Linked DNA regions of Rattus norvegicus: region 2 is linked to region 1. A link is a contact called in public Hi-C data. All regions are on one chromosome and are shown on one strand. Each heading gives the region's core, a stretch centred on a gene start, on an enhancer-like site or on the middle of the called end of the contact. The rest is flanking DNA. Distances are from core to core; before and after follow the strand shown.

Region 1 (5,456 bases), core at 1,746-4,245:
CAGAACTCATATACATACAGTAAGTAAATCTTTAAAAAAGATGCAAGATGGGGTTGGGGATTTAGCTCAGTGGTAGAGCGCTTGCCTAGGAAGTGCAAGGCCCTGGGTTCGGTCCCCAGCTCCGAAAAAAAGAACCAAAAAAAAAAAAAAGATGCAAGATTCTCTTTTGTCAGGGGTAAAGCTTGAGACAAGTAGTTCTAAAAGATGTGTTAATACTTTGAAAGACATTTTTGGGACAAGCATATGTTAGGCTTCAAACCTCAGACAAATGGCCTATTTAACAAAATAAAGTGGACCTGGCCTCCAGGTTCTTCTAGAATCCCTCACGCCCTATCTGTTACAAGGCATTCCTGGCTGGCGTGCCCCAGGGGGCTGGGCTGTTCTTCCCCATATAATCCAATTATTTTGGTTACCTGCACTCTCTGCATCTTTGGCCTCCTGATTGCTGCACCTGGTTCCTCTGTCTCCCCATCTTCCTTCCCCTCACCCCCTACTCACATGGACCAGTGCAGTCTGGTCATGACCACTCTGGACTCTCTCAGATGTCCCTGCCTCTGGCTGTGCTCTCCCCCATATCCATAGTAAACTCTCTCCTCCACCATCCTAGAAGCACCACGTTTCTCTCCTTTTTGTTTCTTTTTTATATTCAGTAACATCTAGAGATAGACTGTTATCTGTTGGTACTTTGAAGGTGAAGAAATAAAGCTTCATAGATGTGAGAAACAAAGCTGTGAAAACAAGGTTTGGAGAAATACATCTGGGGGTCAGGATGCCTATGACAAACTCGTAACCTTTCTGAGAGATACATCTGACCTCAGGATGCCCAGTGATATGATAAAGTTTTGGTGATCAAGATATTGAGGTAATTCTGACTAAGCTAATTAAGACAAAACAATAACAACTGTTACCCTTATCCCTCCCTGGGGTAGAGTCTAAGAACGACCACAAGATGTCATAATGACCCTGCCTGACCACCCAGTTCCTCCCTCCCACCCCCAAGGGATGTGCCAACTTAGCCTTTCCCCAGTGATTCTCCAAGGCCATGTGTAGGGCTGGATGAGGAAAGTGACTGACTGAGCCAAGAACAGCCCCTTGAGCAGGCCAGCCAATACCTGACCAGATCCTTTGTCCTGTGTACCACCCAGGAGAATAGGCCAGCTAACCCTGTTGAAGTCTGCCCTCTGTAAGGAATAAAAGTTGTGTGCTTTTTGGGTTTGTTTTTTGCCTCTCCCTGTGTGGATGAACAACCCCACATAAGTGGATTAAAAACCTTATACCCAGGGGTTGGGGATTTAGCTCAGTGGTAGAGCGCTTGCCTAGGAAGCGCAAGGCCCTGGGTTCGGTCCCCAGCTCCGGAAAAAAAAAAAAAAAAAAAAAAGAACCAAAAAAAAAAAAAAAAAACAAAAACAAAAACAAAAAACAAACAAACAAAAAAAAACCTTATACCCTCACGCCATTGCAGCGGTCACTTTGTCAATCTGTGCTCTGTGGGTGGCACTCCTAAGGTAGGGCTGCTTCGGGGTCTTATAACAAAGGGGATTTTGAGGACCTTTGGGAGTTAGGTCTACACTGCAGTGGGAAGTGTGTGTGCCCTTGGACTCTGTGGAGCTCTCAAGTGACCAGCATGCAATCATGGAACTCTGTGCCCTCCTGGGGTCTGCCTAGAGGGCCAACCTCTGTAGGGAAGCAAAGACTCAGCCTTTTGTCCCTTTTGGTGATCTGCATTGAAGAGCCCAGGCCTGTGAACAAGGCCTATGTAAGAAGGCCCAGGGGAAATGGTTGTATGCACTCCCTATCTTAGGACCATAGTCACTGCCCACGAGTGGGTCAGGCCAAGAACACTTCAAGACATCCTGCTGTAGCCTGGCTCTTAAATGTAGCCCCAAGAGAGACAGAGAAAAGATCTTGATAGTTCTAGACACTGTGATCTGGTTTTTAAGCAACTTGACTTAAGTAACTCAGCAACTTTTACTCAAAAGCCAACAACAACAAAAACCCTTGTCCTTAACTTTGATTCATCAGGACCTGAGTTGGAATTCAGATTTTGTAGCCTGGCTCTTGTGAGCTACAAAACACTTGACAGCTGACCCGCCCTAGGGCAGGAAAGATGTTTACAAAGCAATTGGCAAGCACTTAGGTTTACAACCAAACAAAGAAACATATTCAAGATGTGGCTCTCAGTGCAACGCTTGAGGAAGTGCTAACAGGTGCCTTGCACGTGTTTAACAAACAGCTTTTCCATTATGGGTGTTCACAGGGCTTCAAGGCAGAAAAATGCTCCTCCTTTTACTTCCTGAGGATTCAAAAACTTCTGTGCTCAATCAACATAAGAGAGTAAAACCTAAGATATGTTAATACAAAATTGTCATAATAAAAAAAAAGGGTTGGACTCATCCCTGTGCTAATGTGTGCTTGTAAATCCCTAAAGGTAGGTAACGCCCTTAGACCCGGGTAGACCTCAGCTGGATCAGATTGTCTTTTACTTACATTTGTGGTTCTCAACCTATGGGTCTCAACCCCTGTGAGGGCTTACCTAAGACCGTCGGATGTCAAACATCAACATTATGATTCATAACAGTAGCAAATTTACAGTTATAAAGTAGCAAAAAAATAATTCTATGGCTGGGGGAGGGGCACCATGAGTTTCAGAACCCAGAATAAAAGAATAAAAAAATAGAATTAAAAGACACAGGGTAAAATGTTTATGGCTACGACTGGGCATGGAGCTGCATTCCTTTAATCCCAGCATTCATTGTACGTGTTAGGAGACAGAGGCAGGCAGATCTTTGTGAGTTTGAGGTAAATGTGGTCTACATAGAAAGTTCCAGGACAGTCCGTCATAACTACACAGTGAGACGGGATTTTGATAGACACTTCATAGTCCCTCCTACAAATTACATGTGCACTTCCTTCTGTAGGGATGGATCTGCACACCCACAGGACAGCTCATCAAGTACACACGGCTGATGGTTTGTTGGCTCCGAGTTACCCTCAAGGCTAATCACCCACACACTGACTGGGGAAATTCGGGACTCGTGCCCCTGGAGCATGCAAACCATTCCCTGGCTACACAGAGCAAAGGTAATGAAGGAAAAGTGCAGTCTGAGACAAGGCAACCACACGGCCAGAGGGCAAGAATGACTACGATTGACTGACTACCTTTGCTCCCCATCCCTATATACCGTGATGGCTGAAGAGGAAGAGGAAGGCTGTTGAGGATGCCCATCCACTGAGCTCTCATAATGTCAACTCTCTGACTAATTCATACTTTAAAGAATCAATTCCTGTCTCTGCCTCTCACAGTCCCTGAGTGACAAGTTGCAAGGGCTCTGGTGCCTCAGTCTTTTTCTTCCTCTCTCTAAGGCTGCACTCTTGGCTGGACCTTTAGTAAATGCATGGGTCTCCAGTGTGTCAATGTTGGGTTTAATTTCAGGTTACTGAGCATGCAAGATAGAGGGAAAGAATTTTACCCTCCACTTCCAAAGACTGAAACTTTATTTCTATCTTTCCGTTGACCTGATTATAGTTTACTATGTTTATTATAGTAGCTTCAAGTCTTTGAAAGACCCTAGTTCTCATTGAAGTGTAAGAGCTATTAAGAGGCTTGGCCTGATAGAAAGTAGGTAGGTTATGGAGTTCCTGTGAAAGACCCTAAGGGCTTTCGAGAGCTTTACACCTACTGCCTCAGGTCAAGACTAGGCCAAGTTCCATTCTCTACCCACAGTTTTCAGGAGGAGCAGGGACATTCTTGAAAAACTGCAGAATGTACTGACTAATAGTCACCTGACCCTCTGGTCCCAGATAGAGTTCAAATTCATGCCATATGCTTGCTAGCCAATAGATTCAAAGGTCAATATGATTAGCCAATCAGTTTAAACAGTAACCTGGCTTTTTGTGGTTTGCTCTAGAGTTACTGTATTTTGATGTTAATTCCACTGTCCCAAGGACAGCTGCCTAGTCAAGGACTCAGAACTCAGGTGACTTCACCAGAACCACCTCTCTATTGAATTTGTAAAGTACTGGTGAAGGGCAGGTACAGGATAGAAGGAGGCCTGTCATTGGAGGAGAAGGAAGGATGGGCGGGAGAGAAGTTTGAAGGAAGAGGAGGAGACTAAGGGAGAGAGGAGAGAAAGGAGGGAGAGAGGGGCAGAGAAGCCATGGCAGGACAAGATGGCAGGTGACGTTAAGATTCTGTTCTGTGTATTTACAGGTTGTTATTAATGTTCTCAAGGAATGGATAGTACCAGGCTTTGTATGTTTAAGTGGGCAATTATATCTTACCAATTGGGTCAAAGGTTATTGTGTTGTGTGTTCTTTTATGTGAGGGTTTGAGTGTAGGAAAGTGCGCAGCTGGGGTGTGTTTCCGCCAAGACATGTAGCAGATATCTTGGGGCACTGTGGTGGGGACCTAGCGAGTAAAAGACAACTATACCCTTTTTACATTTATATTTTTACAACAACCCTGGCTGATTTAACCTGTATTCCTAAAAAGTATAAAAACTGCTTGTTAGGTCGCCTTCTAGTCACTCACCACAGGGGACTGATTGAAGATCGACATTGACGTGCCGGAAAATAAATCTCTTGCATTTGCATCGAACTCTGTCTTCCTGTCTCACTTGGGGGATCTCCCGGGAGTTAAGGGTCACTTTGAGCCTTACACCTCAGTCTTTTTGGTCCTCTCTGTAAGGCTGCACTGTTGACTGGGATCTTTTGTAAATGCATGAGTCTACAGTGTGCCAATGTTGGGTTTAGTTTCCGGTTACTGAGCATGCAGGATAGAGGGAAAGAATTTTACCCTCCACTTCCAAAGGCTGAAAACTTTATTTCTATCTTTCCCTTGAGTTTATTATAGTTTATTATGTTTATTATGCTTGCTTCAAGTCTTAAACTTCCCCTCACTTTCTCTTTCTATTTTTTGGGACTTCTGATTCAAAAGGAGAATAGAGCAAAGGGAACACATACACAATAAGCAGTGCCTTAGGGAACTGTGAGAGGCCCCAGGAGAAAAGGCAGAGGGCCTTTTACCTCAGGTGTATTTGGTTCCCTGGATTGTTCTTGGATATGATTTCATGACTCCTGTGACGAACATTTACATTGAACTTATAAGACATGTTTGTTCTTGCTGCTTGTTGGAACATCCAGTCTGGTAAAAGGATGTGTTGAGCGATGTCCTCAGTGTGCCCTGAATGGGAACGTGGCCTCTGCCTTGCTGTCATGCTTTCCAAGAGATAATCTATAGTAGGTGCCAGGCAACTGGGTTTAGTCTGTTCCAAGAAAGTTCTGGAAAGAGCTGCCCTGTTAATATTTAATATGTATTTACTGGCATTTATTTACATGTTTTCCTGAACTCAAACAACTTTCCTAGGGTCATTGCCTTCTTTGTTTCTTTCACGTATAAAAGTGCACTGAAACTGAAGCAGGACTGTAGTCTGCCCCATGCTCTCAGGTCTCGGTAG
Region 2 (5,456 bases), core at 1,642-4,141, 170 kb after region 1:
ACACACACACACACACACACACACACACACACACACACATTATATATGTGGATTTTTCAAGATAGGGTTTCTCTCTGCATAGGCTTGGGTAGAACTCACTCTGTAGACCAGGCTGGCCTCAAACTCACAGAGGTCTACTTCCTCTGCCTCCCCAATGCTGGGACTAAAGGCATAGAACACGATCACCCGGCTGAGCAAATGCTCTTAACTACTGAACCATCTCTCCAGCCCCTTTAGACATTCCTATAAACCGTAAAACCCAAGGCATTCATATTTACAAATTCATATATTTTTTTATTGTGTGTGAGGGGTATAAATCCGAAGACAGAGTTAACCATGTACACTGGCTTTCTCCTGCCTTTGGGAGGGGTCTGGAGCTAGAACTCAGGCTTGAACTGAGCCACATTGCTGCCCCTCGAATCCTCTTCATTCCTCCTTTCTTCTTCGTTTATGTTCTTACTCATTATGTGTTTTAGGGGTGCCATGGCACATGTATGAAGGGCAGAAAACAATTTGTGGGAGCTGACTCTCTCATTCCATCAGGTGGGTCCTGAGCCATTCCACCAGTTCCTTTATGCTTTTTTAAAATATCTGAAGAGTTCATGACAGAAATGGGCCAGAGGAACCATTTCCTCCTTGATGAACCTGTTCACTGTGTCTGTGTTCTAGCTGTTCGAAAACGCAGTGTCGGCGCTCCACTTGCTCCTCTGGAGAGAGAGAAAAGGCTCGGCAGGTAAAGGCACTTAGCTGCTGAGTTTGATCCCAGGAACCTACGTGGAGGAAGGAGAGAACTGATTCCTGTGAGTTGTCCTCTGTCTGCTAGGTGAGTGCCCCCTCCAATGACTGACTGACTGACTGAATAAACAAGTTTAATTAAAAAAAAAAAAAACCTTGAGAAACTTTTCTTCCTTAAGATTATCATGGTGTTTTCTGCCCCCCCCCCCCATTAATTATGGTTCTTTACTGCAGAGCTGAGCTACTTCTGCTACACCACAGATTAAGTTTCAAGTGAAGGCTTATTTGGCTCCCGATTCTGGTTTAAGATTGAAGGGCGGAATCAGGCGATGGCCATTTTGCCATCAGAACTTGGCTAAGAGCCTTGAGACACAGGTCATCACACAGCAAGGGACAGGGAGCATGTGCCTGTGTGAGTCTCTCTCTCTCTCTCTCTCTCTCTCTCTCTCTCTCTCTCTCTCTCTTTCTCTCTCTCTCCTGGTTAACAGCATTCACTCTTGGGCCCACGGCTTCCATGGCCCTGTGTAATCCCAAACATCACACTAGAGTGAGATTAAATTTCACCCCCATAATACCACACTACAGAAATGAAATTGTGTGCAGGTCTGCACAGGGGTGAGTGCTATTCAAACAGCAGCAGTCGTGTTCCTCAGCTTCATTATTCATCCATGTATGATATTTTTTGTTGTTTATTTCTTTTAAAAAATTATTACTTCATGTGTACATGTATGTATGTGGGCCTGAATGTATGCATGTGCATCATATACAGAGGCCAGAAGAGGGCACTGGATCCTCTGGCCTTGAAGTTACTGGTGATTGTGAGCCACCTGATGTGGGTGCTGGGAACTGAGCCCAGGTCTACTGTGGGAACAGCAGGTGCTCTTGGCCGTTGGACCATCTCTCCAGTCACTATTTGCTTCCATTATTTTGCTTCCAGGATTGCTTCCATTTTCCTGGGATTTTTTTTTTCCTTCTTTTTTTCGGAGCTGGGGACCGAACCCAGAGCCTTGGGCTTGCTAGGCAAGTGCTCTACCACTGAGCTAAATCCCCAACCCCATTTTCCCAGGATTTTAAAAGTACTTTACTATTGTCTGTTTTCCTCTATCAAATACTTATCCACACTGGTTTGGGTTAACTGACTGAACATATCTAACTTTCATTTTCTTTCTTCTTTCTTTCTTTCTTTCTTTCTTTCTTTCTTTCTTTCTTTCTTTGTTTCTTCCCTCCCTCCCTCCTTTCTTTCTTTCTTTCTTACTCTTTCTTCCCTCCTTTCCTCCCTCCCTCCCTCCCTCCCTCCCTCCTTCCTTCCTTCCTTCCTTCCTTCCTTCCTTCCTTCCTTCCTTCAATTTATTTTGAAACAAGGTCTCACTACATAGACCAGACTGGCCTTGGACTTACAGAGATCTACCTCAGCCTCCCAGTTACTGGAATTAAAGTTGTGTGCCACCACACCCAGTCAAAAGATTTATTTATTTATTTATTTATTTATTTATTTATTTATTTATTTTTGTTTATTTTTTTCCAAGACAGGGTCTCCCTATGTAGCTCTTGCTGTCCTGAAACTCACTCTGCAGACCAGCATGACTTCAAACTCAGAGATGCACCAGCCTCTGCCTCATGAGTGCTAGGATTAAAGACGTGCTCCTCCACCACCCAGAGATTCATTCTTATTGTAATTAATTATGCGTATGTGTACCTTATGTATGAGTGTGTGCACTTATGTATGGTGGAAGCCAGAGGCATTGGATCCGTCTGGAGCTGGAGTTTTAGGTGGTGGTAAATCACTCCACGTGGCTGCTAAACTTGGCTCCTGAAAGAGCAATAGACACTCTTAATCTCTGAACCGTAACTCCAGCCTCTTTGGTTGTATTGACTCTTAGTTTTTGAGAAGTTTTGCTGGAAAAAAAATCCTAATTTCTGGGGGTAAGGATGGCACAGTGCTTGCCTAGGATACACAAGTCTGATTCCCCAGGAAAACACACACACACACACACACACACACACACACACACACACACACACTGATTCTCTTAAGCTACAATAAAACTTCATTTGTATCCCTCCCAGAGAAAAGCCTTTGACAAGGAGACAGTAGGACGTCCCTGGTGTGAGAGGAGGGCAGAGCAATACAGGGAAGAAGAAGTAACAAGGGTGCATTCGGGCACTGGTTGTCACGGCAGACACGTGGTTCAATCTCCTTGGGGACCTTCTGAAGAACTATGTAGAAACCACTCAGGACTTCCTGTTCATGCATAGGAGAGAGAGTCAGGAGAGCAGCCTTGTTCTCCACTGGTGCCCTCCTACCGTAACCCCCCCTCCAGCCTCCATGTGCGCCTCCCTGCTAGGGCTCTGTCAGGAGGTAGACTGAGCATGCATCCAAGCTGAAGGCAAAGTCCTGAGACTGGAATCTGCTGCAGTTTGACAAAAGCCATTATTGTATAAAGATAAGCCTCCCTCCCCCACCCCCACCCCCCAGACAGGCTTTCTCTGTGTTTATCCTTGGCCATCTTGGAACTCACTCTGTAGACCAGGCTGGCCTTGAACTCAAAGAGATCCAGCAGTCTCTGCCTCCCAAGTTCTGGCATGCATTTCCACCACCTGGCTAGTATCTTCTTTCTTTCTTTCTTCTCCTTTTTTTTTTTTTTTTAAGATTTACTTATTTATTTTTTGTATGAGTATGCTGTCTTCATGTTCTCCAAAGAAGGTACCAGATCCCATTACAGATGGTCGTGAACCACCTGATGTGGTTGCTGGGAATTGAACTCAGGACCTCTGGAAGAGCAGCCAGTGCTCTTTTTTTTTTTTTTTTTTTTTTTTTTTTTTTTTTTTTGTTCTTTTTTTCGGAGCTGGGGACCGAACCCAGGGCCTTGTGCTTCCTAGGTAAGCGCTCTACCACTGAGCTAAATCCCCAGCCCCCAGCCAGTGCTCTTAACCGCTGAGCCATCTCTTCAGACCTGGCTGGGATTTTCTTTAAATGAAGTGTTTTTGTTAGTTTATTGCCTAACTCAGTCTCTTTACTTGTTCTGGATCAAGTTCAATTTTCTATTTTTTCCGTTGCATGACCTCCGTAGAGAATGGTCTCTGTATACTTGTTAGGTGGTGTTCTAGAGATAATGTTAGACTTCGTCACTTCAGTTAGTCTGGTACTTTTCCCTTTTTCCTCCTCCTCCATCTCTTTAGATGTTTTGAGATGGGGTCTCACTGTGTAACCTAGGATAAGTAGAAAAATGTCTAATGCAATTTAATCACTAAATAGCAAGAACAATGCAAAATGGGACACAGCCATCCCTTAGTTTAGCTTAGTTTCTTTGCCTTTCTTTCTTCCTTCCTTCCTTCCTTCCTTCCTTTCTTTCTTTCTTTCATTGATGTTTTGCCTGTATGTATGTATATGTGAATGACAGTGTTGGATTCCCTGGAACAGAATTTACAGACAGTTGCAAGCTGCCATGTGGTTTCTGGGATTCGAACTCAGGTCCTCTGGAAGAGCAGCCAATGCTCTTAACCACTGAGCCATCTGTCCAGCCCCTCCTTCCTTTAGGTTTGAAGCCAAGCGCCGTCACTGAGTCCCTTATACAAAAAGAAAGGAGCTGAGGGTGTCAGAAGGTGTTGTGTGACTGATACAGGCAGAGCTTGAGAGGCAGCGTTTCTCTTTAAGGGCTTTTTGTTTTGTTTTTCCCCTCTTCCTTATTTCTGTGACAAAATACCTGCCAACAAGCAAGGTAAAGGAGCTAGGGTTTGTTGGGACTTAATGGAGGGTAGGGCTAGAGTCCATCATGGGGGGAAGACAGTGGGGGAGGAACAGGAAACGCCATTTGCGTGGAATCTTCAAGGCTCACTTCCTCCACCCACTTCCTCCACCTACTTCCTCCTCCCAAAGGTTCCACAGTGTCCCAAACTGTCACCACTAGTTGGGGACTCAGTGTGCAAACACATAGCTTGTGGAGAACATTGTGTGTCCAAGCCACACAAAACCACCATGGCAACAGCTGATTGGCCATTGACTGTTGACTGATCCTTGGACAAGGGACTTTGCTTCTCATGCCTAGTTTTTGACCTTTTAAATAGAATATAACTCTTGGCTGACCTGTTGTTTACATGCTTTTGTTTTATTGTCTTGGTTCATTTTACCACCGCAGGATGGTTTTTTTTTAAATGCTCCCCACCCCGACCAGGGTCAGCTTTGGAATCTCTCCCCAATCAGCCTCTAGATACATAAAATGTTACAATTAGAAATTGATTCATTTGATCCCTTTTCATAGTTGTATGGAACAGGATACATTCTAATCCTCCTTGGCCATGTATCCCACAGTGTGGTGAACTTATGACCCTCTCCTGAGAGCTAGTTTTGAAAGACGAGACAGGGAAGAAGCTGGAACGCATTAAGGCTGGATTAAAGAGAAGCCACACGAGGTCATCACCCCAGAAAAGAGCAAGGGCACATGGATCCCAGGGTTTATTTGCAAGAATGTTCCCGGCATCATGTTCACAGTGGACTTGAACTAGAAACAATGCTATCAATTAAGAGCAGAGTGGAAGGGCTGGAGAGATGGCTCAGTGGTTAAGAGCACCCGACTGCTCTTCCAGAGGTCCTGAGTTCAATTCCCAGCAACCACATGGTGGCTCACAACCATCTGTAAAGAGATCCGATGCCCTCTTCTGGTGTATCTGAAGACAGCTACAGTGTACTTATATATAATAAATGAATAAATAAATCTTTAAAA

The links. A called contact is a pair of places that touch in the nucleus more often than the background predicts.
Region 2: a Hi-C map of liver shows a contact between it and region 1, with 4 times the contacts expected there. The contact joins two enhancer-like sites. A contact is called at or near these places in 4 of 12 Hi-C or Micro-C datasets (the A7r5 cell line, Schwann cells, liver and 1 more).

Annotation. Positions count from the first base shown.
Region 1 is chr6:109,446,731-109,452,186 of GRCr8, forward strand. It overlaps LOC134479230 (a long non-coding RNA gene), which reads left to right. Exons shown (of 3, transcript XR_010052282.1): 2 at 1-19; 3 at 2,919-3,409. Among named protein-coding and RNA genes, the nearest start is that of Acot6, 14 kb to the right of the region's middle. Within about 2 kb of position 2,996, at least 5 of the 93 cell types and tissues checked have an H3K27ac peak or open chromatin away from gene starts, as enhancers often do. A contact at or near this core is called in liver, where this site is marked.
Region 2 is chr6:109,616,445-109,621,900 of GRCr8, forward strand. No RefSeq gene overlaps it. Among named protein-coding and RNA genes, the nearest start is that of Ptgr2, 43 kb to the right of the region's middle. Within about 2 kb of position 2,892, at least 3 of the 93 cell types and tissues checked have an H3K27ac peak or open chromatin away from gene starts, as enhancers often do. A contact at or near this core is called in liver, where this site is marked.